2 separate regions of the Sus scrofa genome follow, and region 1 is linked to region 2. Evidence: chromatin contacts called from public promoter capture Hi-C data. All regions are on one chromosome and are shown on one strand. The core of a region is the stretch at or near the end of the contact, and the rest is flanking DNA. Distances in the headings are between cores, read along the strand shown.

What was found. Promoter capture Hi-C pulls out the DNA fragments that hold promoters and counts their contacts.
Region 1: a promoter capture Hi-C map of liver shows a contact between it and region 2, with 4 times the contacts expected there. The contact joins the promoter of RBM33 here to the promoter of UBE3C in region 2. A contact is called at or near these places in 2 of 5 promoter capture datasets (fetal liver and liver), 1 of 47 Hi-C or Micro-C datasets (skeletal muscle) and 1 of 2 datasets of contacts at active chromatin or transcription factors (alveolar macrophages).

What each region holds. Positions count from the first base shown.
Region 1 is chr18:2,674,561-2,678,737 of Sscrofa11.1, forward strand. RBM33 (RNA-binding protein 33) reads right to left here and starts at 1,644. Exons shown (of 20, transcript XM_021079037.1): 1 at 1,499-1,644. The coding sequence starts at 1,541.
Region 2 is chr18:1,652,802-1,657,364 of Sscrofa11.1, forward strand. UBE3C (ubiquitin-protein ligase E3C) reads right to left here and starts at 1,473. Exons shown (of 22, transcript XM_021079034.1): 1 at 1,095-1,473. The coding sequence starts at 1,160.

The sequences.
Region 1 (4,177 bases), core at 394-2,893, 1.0 Mb after region 2:
AACTAGGGTGCCACCGAACCAAGGAGAGGGAGGCACGAAAGGAAGAGATAGACACACGTGGGACAGAAGATCGGCCTGGCAAGGAGCTTGAAGGAGACCAGAGGGAGGGCAGGCTGACCAACAGCCTGGGGAGGCGGGGGGCCGAGCCTGCAGAACTCACGCGCCTCGGTGCCTCGAGTCTGCCTTTAGACTAAGAGCGATGGGAAACCAGGCACTAGGGAAAAATCACAAAGGATCAAGCCTACCTAACCCCCTAAAATAGCAATTCCCAAACTTTCTGGACTCAGATTTACTGAGGCCGCCAAAAAGCTTCTGTTTCTGTGGACTGCATTCACTGACATTTGCTTCCTTCGAAAGTAAAAATGAGAAACATGAAAACATAAGAACACATTCCCTCACCCGTCTACACGACAAAGCGTTCACGTGTCACACAGCCTCGGGAAAACTCCTCGATGCTCAGAGGGGTGAAACATGCAAATAACCTTAGCATTAATGAAACCAGTCCTGACCCAGGAGTTTCCAGACTATACTGTGACAAGGATACAAAACCACGACTTTGACCGCCAGAAAGCAACCAACTAAGAAAAGAACACATCTTTTCAAACTTTAACTGGAAAGCTTCAGCTCTAACACGCAAAAGTCATCTGACCAAAAAATAAATAAATAAATAAAAAGTCTACACCAAATCGTACTGCCAGGAGCGACATTGCTGCGTTTGGTCTCATTTTGCCAAAGCAGCGTCTCAAAGTCCTAGGCAGGACTATGGCAACGTGCTCATAAGCAAGCATCACTAAAAAAAAAAAAAAAATACACAAAAGGATGGTTACACGTCTCAATAACGAAAACAACCTCAAATGCTGTCGCGGTTCATACTTTCATCATCTAAGGGGCTCCTTCATCAAAGTTTTCGAACAGTCATACAAGTCACTTTCAAGTGGGTTTTTTTTCCCATTATTAAAAAAAAAAAAAAAAAAAAAAGCCCTCCATCCACAAAATGGGGTTCCAACCAAAAAGTGATTTTACCTGAAATGTGTTTTCACTAAGTACCCTCTCGAACTCATCTACGCTTGGACAACGAAGGAAACACCCAAAGGCACTGCACCGGTATCTAAACCTCTTCGGTCCGGTTCCCACGTCTGCAAGGTGCTGATAACCCAGCACTAGTGGGCTCGTACCCCACGACTGAGGAGCTCCCAGAGCACGAGAGCAGCTCGCGGAGACCGCTCTCTCAGAACCCGTCCTCGGTCTGGCCCGGTTGCGGCACCGGCCTGGAAACCTCCCGGAACCGTCGGGACCACCCTCCCGGGGCCACAGCTGCCCCCCACCCAGGCCGGCGCCCCGCCTCCGGTGGGCCTGGCGCTTGGCGACGCCAGGGCGGCGGGCACGCCGAGGCCCGACCCCCGCCCGCCTCTCAGGGGACCAGACCCCCGACGGCCAGGAGCGGCCCCCGGAACCCCCACCGCCACAGCCGCCTCCCGCGCGGCGCCGCCTCCCTTACCTCCGGCGCCGGCTCCTCCGCCCGCTCCCAGGGCGGTCGCCATGGTGTGCACTGGGCCCGGCCTTCAGCCTCGCCCCACCAAGCCAGCCGGGGCCCGGGGACGCGCAGGGAGGACGGGGGGCGGCGGGCCGGGGCGGCGGGCCGGGCCGGGGGCGCGGGGGGCGGCGCGGCCGGCGGGTCGCGGGCCCCTCCGGCCTGCTCCTCCGCAGGAAGAAAACAACAAACTATCGCAACATGGCCGCCGGCTCGGCCCGCCGCCGAGGTGCACGCCGGGATGATGGCGGCCGGGAGGCACCGGCGCGGGGCCTCCCCTGCAGGCCGCGGCGGCTCCGAGCCGCCTCCGAGGGACGCAGGCCGAGGGCGGAAGGCAAACACACCAGCGGCCGCCTCGTTCCGCTCCAGAAACCCCAATGTTTGAAGGGGGCGGGGGCGGCGGCCCGCCGTAGTTCGGCCCCGGGCTCTGTCGTGAGTCGCTTTGCAGCAGTTGGCGCCGAGCTTTACGGCCGGCGGAGGTCCCGTTGGAAGAGTGAGGGAGGAGATCCCGCGCCCGGTAATGGGGCCGGAGCTTGCTTTCTGTGTCTGGACTGTGCGGCGCGCGGCGGGGGGCGGAGTAAACTGCGCTGCGGGCTGACAGCGGGGACGAGCACGCCGTGGGGGTGGTGCCGGGCATGCGCACTGGGGGGTCTGCGGCGGAGGCAGGTGCGCTGAGCGGGTGCGGCCGGAACGGCCGCCGTAGCGACATGTGCGCGAGAGGTAGCGTTTGAGCCGCAAGACTTGTCCACAGCGGGATGCTAACAAGTGACCTTAAGGGAAGGGTCCTGGGAGATAAGAGTTGTAGAAGGCTGAGGGATGCTTGGGATCAGGCATCCGAAGGCGACTTCTGACTTGTTGGCAGTTGGGGACGGGGAAGACCGGTGCGGATGTAATGAGGCCTTTAAGAACACGCAAGCTGCAAAGGTTGCTTCAGTAACAATGAATGTAGGGCTTATGGGGAAAGGAAAGGGTGGAAAGAGAAGGCTGAGCAAAGACCTTGGCTCGGAGGTGTCAAAGGACTTCTTAGGATTCCAGAATTGCAAGTGGCACAGGGGAGCGCTGCACTGTTAGTGGAAAAGAATAATTTCAGGTGGAAAAGCCTCTGAAACACCTTAACTGAAGGAAGTAAAAATTTTCAGGAATGGGGTAAATCTGAATTGTGTGCCACCGGAAAGGATGCAGTAAGAAGAAACAGCATCGCTTCTGTGATAAAATCCTGTCACAGATACCTCACTGAGTCTAATCTCGAAAAAGTAAGGACCAAAAAAATGGGGGACATACCACAAAACAGTTGGCCTTTAATCTTCGAGTGTCAAAATTATGAAAGCCAAACCAGAGGACGTGTTTCAGACTGAAGAAGAAAAGGCATGACCGGAGTTCCTGTCGTGGGACATCGAAAAGGAAACTGACTAGGAACCATGAGGTTTTGGGTTCGATCCCTGGCCGGATTAAGGATCTGGTGTTGCCATGAGCTGTGGTGTAGGTCGCAGATGCAGCTCGGATCTGGCGTTGCTGTGGCTCTGGCGTAGGCTAGCAGCTACAGCTCCAATTAGACCCCTAGCCTGGGAACCTCCCTATGCTGTGGGTGCAGCCCTAAAAAGACAAAAAAAAAAAAAAAAAAGACATGACCACTGAATCCAATACATGATTCTGAACTGGATCCTTTCACTGTAATGAATGTTATTGAAACAACTTGCAAAAATCCAGAGTCTGAAGATAAGATGGGAGTAATACAGCAAAATTAACTTCCTTATTTTGATGATTGTAAGTGGTATGTCTTTGTAGAGAGTGCAGACTAAACTGTTACCACTCTCATACCACTTTCCCATGCCAGGCCAATAAACGGAGAGACAAGTCGTTGTATTCACCAAGCCAGCAGACCAAGAAGATCACGTCACAAAGAACCGCCTTCTTTTATACTAAAAGAGGAACGGTTGTGGTTGCTTGTTGCAAACTTCTTGGTACCAGAATCCTTTGTTCTTGAAGCTGTCCCCTGGGTCTGGTCACAGTCTTCCTATAAATCTCCACCAAGACAAACGCTACTCTCTATTCTGCAGCTTTTTTTTCTGCTACATGGATGGAGAAGTGTTAGACCTTTAAAGATCAGATCCTTGAGAATGGGCTGTCCTGCATATTTCAAGTTATAGGCAACATTCTTTTAGTGATTAACGTACAGTAAACTCAATAGAGTACAAAGGTTAAAGTAAAAAAAAAAAAAAATCCAATGTGGAGTCAGATTGGTTCTTTCCTTTTACACAAGTACTTGGGGTGACAGGGCATAAGTCATGAACTTATTCTCAAGTGGTTCAGAATAAAAGTGTTTTATTTTACTGTCTGTTGAACTTGGTAAGTTTTTATTGCTTCAAAACAAAGGAGCAAAGAGAAAATTGTTTTAAAATGTCATTGTTGGAGTTCCTGCCATGGCACAGTGGGTTAAGGATCTGGTGTTGCTGCAGCTGTGGCACAACTGTAGGTTGAAGCTATGGCTTGGATTTGATCCCTGCCTCGGGAACTTCTATATATTGTGGTTGCAATCAAAAAGAAAGGAGGAAGGAAGGAATTTGGGAGAGTGGAACGAGAATATCAGATTCATGACAAATTGGAGTTCCAAAATGTAGAGAATATAGAGAATGGAAAAGAGACATT
Region 2 (4,563 bases), core at 223-2,722:
CCAAGGCCTCTTCCGAGGTCAGAAATCCTTGGATCTCCTCCGGAGTTTCCACGAATACCTAGGCAAGTTACCTTGTTCTGCAGCCAACCACCTCCCACCCATCACCACCAGGCAAAAACCCAACGCTTGAAAACGGTCAGCACACTTTTCTCCCAACTCCCCTACCCTCAGAAACCATCACACACAATTTAAAACATAGTCTAACATGGACTTGAGCATCCTCTTAGGGTCCCCCCGTCATGAAGTGTACCACCCAGAACATACGAATACAGAAGAAAGGCCACGTAAAGCATTTAAAGGACATTTTTTAGAAAAGGATGTACTCAACAACCAGCCCCCTGTACTCGCTTAAAACTCTTCAATCGCTAAGCACAGGGAACCATGTGTGACTGTTAGTCTGATAAAACTAAAACGGGCAGGAAAGGGAGCCAGTGGAGAAGGGGTGGAAAACAAGCAGATGAAGCAATATCGAGGCTGAGGGAGTTACTAGCAATTCCACCGGATCGACAGACGCCAGTCAGTAGAGAGGACAGCAGAGTGACTACTTTGTCCACCGTTATTCCAAACTGCTATCCTAAGGAGAATTACACGAGCCACTGTAACAGAAAAAAAGTCCTAGAGACTCTCCAGAAATGTTTCCAGGAGGCTGGTAAAGGGTCATCTCCGTAGCCCCGGATTCAAACACGCGGCCAATGAGGAGTTCTGCCTCAATTTCAGACGGCTGTCACGAACAAATACAGTGTGCTTACTTTCTACAACAGGAAATACCCCAGGGAGCGTTCTAAATGCAGTCACTACGCAGTGTCAAGGGTGATAAAGCATCTAAAGCGCCTCTCTGGAAAGAAACACTGTGTCCTGTGCGTCTCACCATCCAAATAGAAAAAAGCCCGTCCACCCGCAGCATCCCTGGCCTTCTGGGCGATTCCGGTCCACAAAGCCCGAGTCCCCTGCAGCCTTCCTCCCAGACCCGCTGTACGCCGTCGGGGCAGGTGACCCAGAGCCGTCCCTGCCGCGGGGACAGATGCCCCGCCCGGGGTCCGCGCGGCCGGCCCCGCCCAGGCCCCGAGACGCCGCCGCACGCAGGCCGCTCTTACCTTCCTGCTCGCGCCTCCGAGAGACACCTTGGGCCTCGTTTTGAAATCCCCTTCAAAACTAAACATCTTTACAGCCTATCCCATCTGGGAGGAGCCCGACCCTCTGAGCCCGGGCGGGCGGGGCGGGCCCGGGGGGTCCCGGCGGGAGGGGAGCGGCGGGGACGAGGCCGCGCCGGGGAGCGACCCCGAGCCACCCGGGCGCGCTGTCCGCCCGGCCTGACCTCGGGCGGGGGGAGGAGCGACGCTGCGGGGCGGCCTCGCCCACCTCCCCGTCATCCACGCCTGGCCGCTGCTCCGGCCGAGCCCGAGCGCTGGGAGGGCCGCGGACCCCGCACTTGCACCAGGAACGGCCGCGGGAGGAAAGATGGCCGCCGCCGCCGCTGCCGTGCGCCGCCCCGCCGGCGTGCGCGCGCCCGACGCCACGGCGCTTCTCCCCGCGCACCTCCCGCGTGCGCGCGCCCGCGCCGACCTGCGTCGGAGCGTGGGAAGGAGGGGCGGGGCCGGGCGCGTTCGTGAGGCGCAGGTACCCTGGGGACGGGGGCGCGACCGCGGGGGCGCGCGCGGCGCTCCGACGGCGGGTGCACCCTGAAGTCGGTCTGGTTTGTGCCCTTTTCTGGGAAGCGGACTCGTAGCTTCCGATAAGATACCGAACTTGACCCATCCGGGAGGAAAAAGATCAGGGTGATTACTTAATGCCCTGTAGAGAGTGCATGCATTTAACATTGCGACCTAGTTATGTGTGAGCTTCATACATGCATATACACACACATATACAGATATGCATATGTACACATGCATAAAAGTATATCATGTACACATACACATAAAATCACATGCACACAAATATCAAATTCACATACATATATAGCACATGCATACACTTATACATCAATATATATGTACATATATTTCATATACACACAACTGAAACCAAAAGCTTACTTTTCGGAGGTCCCCCATGTGGCTCAGTGGTAACCAACCCGACTAGTATCCATGAGGACACGGGGTGAATCCCTGGCCCTGCTCAGTGGGTTAAAGGGTCCAGGCATTGCTGTAAGCTGTGGCACAGGTTGGCAGCTACAGTGCCGATTCATCCTCTAGCCTGGGAACCTCCATATGACGCAGGTGAGGCCCTAAAAAGACAAAAAAAAAAAAAAAAAAAAAAGCTTATTTTTCATTACTGTGTCAAATGAACTATTTGTTATTTATTTTGTTTGTTTGTTTGCTTTTTAGAACGACATGTGCTACCTATGGGAGTTCCCAGTCTAGGAGTTTAATTGGAGCTGCAGCCGCTGGCCTGTGCCATAGTCATGCAGGATCCCAGCCGAGTCTGTGACCTATACCACACCGCAACGCTAGATCCTTAACCAACTGAGCGAGGCCAGGGATCGCACCCACATCCTCATGGACACTATTCAGGTTCATTACTGCTGAAGCACAACGGGAACTCCAGGATGTGCTATTTTTTAATCAGTTGCCTTAAAAAAAAAAAAATACTGGTTGTGGGAGTTCCCATTGTGGCTCAGTGGATTAAGAAGTAGTATCCATAAAGATGCGGGTTTGATCCCTGGCCTCACTTAGTGAGTTAAATGATCTGGCATTGCTTGGAGCTGCAGTGTGGGTCGAAGAGGCAGCTGGGATCCAGCGTTGCTATGGCTGTGGCGTAGGCCGGCGGCTGCAGCTCAGATTCAACCACTAGCCCAGGAACTTCCATAGGCCGCAGATTTGGCCCTAAAAAAAGCAAAAAGAAAAACCATAAAATACTAGTTGCAAACCACTAAGTACATTTCACAACCCACTAGTGGGTTTCAATTTCATTTTGAAAAACCCTGCCATACACACACACAGACACGTACGCATGCTCAAACTGTGTATACACGTGTTATAGGTGGCAATAGCCAGGATCAAAAAACCTTTGAAAGCCACTGATTAGTGCAGTTTTCCAGTTAATAAACTACTCTGATATGTCAAGAAATCCTTGTTTCACCAAAATATCTAAATTTTATCCACTTTGAAATTTTACAGGTTTTATAAATAAAATATCCCTTTTTTAACCTCTTAGATGAGCAAAGATTTAAAAGATTGGCAATAGCCCGTATGTGCCCTCAGTACGTGAGTCGGCTCTGAGGTCTCAGCTTTTGCCTCAAATAAACCCTTTCAAGGTCTAGGCCAGGAGTGAGGAGCAGAAAATCCCATTTAACCAGAACACCAAGCCTCCTTCTCCACCACCAGCTTTGTTGATAATTAAGGTGTGTTGCCTCTGTCTGCTGGGTGGTTTTCAAATTTTCTAAATTGACTCCGAACATGTCTGTCCATCTCTCTTGGTTTCCTGTCATTGCTGTAACCACTTGCCACAAACTTCGTGGCTTAAACAACCCAAATTTATTACCTTAGCATGCTGAAGGTCAGATGTCTCCCTGCGTAAAATCGGGGTACCTCTGGGGCTATGCCCCTCCTAAAGGAGGTGCTGTCATTTATTATCTCAATGTCTCTGGGGTCCCTGTGGTTTGACACCATTTTGTTGTTGTTACAAATTCTGGTGCCGGAACTCATGCACACAGGAAGAGCTCTTTCTGCAGAAAAGGCCCTGGAGCATCTTGGCTGTCGTGGCTGAGCTGCAGAGCAGCAGCCTTCCATTTGGTAGGTTCTGTCTTTGCTGTCCCTGAGGATACCCCCCCTCTCTTTTGGGATCATTCTGGGGCTACCCGTGAACCATGGAAGTGTTGGCTCCAGGGATTTTGGAGCGGGTCCAAAGAGAACATTCATTAAATTAGCACCAAGGCCACTGTACATCTAAGTCTGGAAATGCTTTCCTTTCACCTACCATCCCACGTCATGCCCAACCATACCGCCTGCTGCCGTTCACCGGAACCCATGCGATGAGATTAAGTGATGATGTTTAGACGCCCCAACAATAAAATACCACGGACATTCCAATGAATAAAACTATGAAGAAGTATACAGAGTTCCCGCTGTGGCGCATCAGGTTAAGGATCTGGCAGTGCTGCAGCTGCAGCTCCGATTTGATCCCTGGCCTGGGAATTTCCATATGCTGTGAGTGCAGCAAAAACAAAAACAAAGAACAGTGCTTGGCACATAGTAAAGATCCCCCCCCCCAAAAAAATAAGTATTATTCATCCATGAAATATTTCGAGTTCACACTTTGGCTCAGTGGGTTAAGGACCCAACACAGTGTCCTTGAAGATGCAGGTTCTATCCCTGGCCTCACTCAGTGGGTTAAGGCGTGGTGTAGTTTGCAGATGTGGCTCAGATCCAGTGTTGTCATGGCTGTGGTGTAGGCCTGCAGCCGCAGCTCTGATTCGACCCTAGCCTGGAAATTCCCATAGACTGCAGATGCAGCTATAAAAAGAAAAAAAAAAAAGAGGAAGAAAAAGGAGAAATATACAGAAAATTGTGTGCAAACATGAGGATAGTAGTTGCTGATCTGAGCAGACCTTAGAAGGAGACT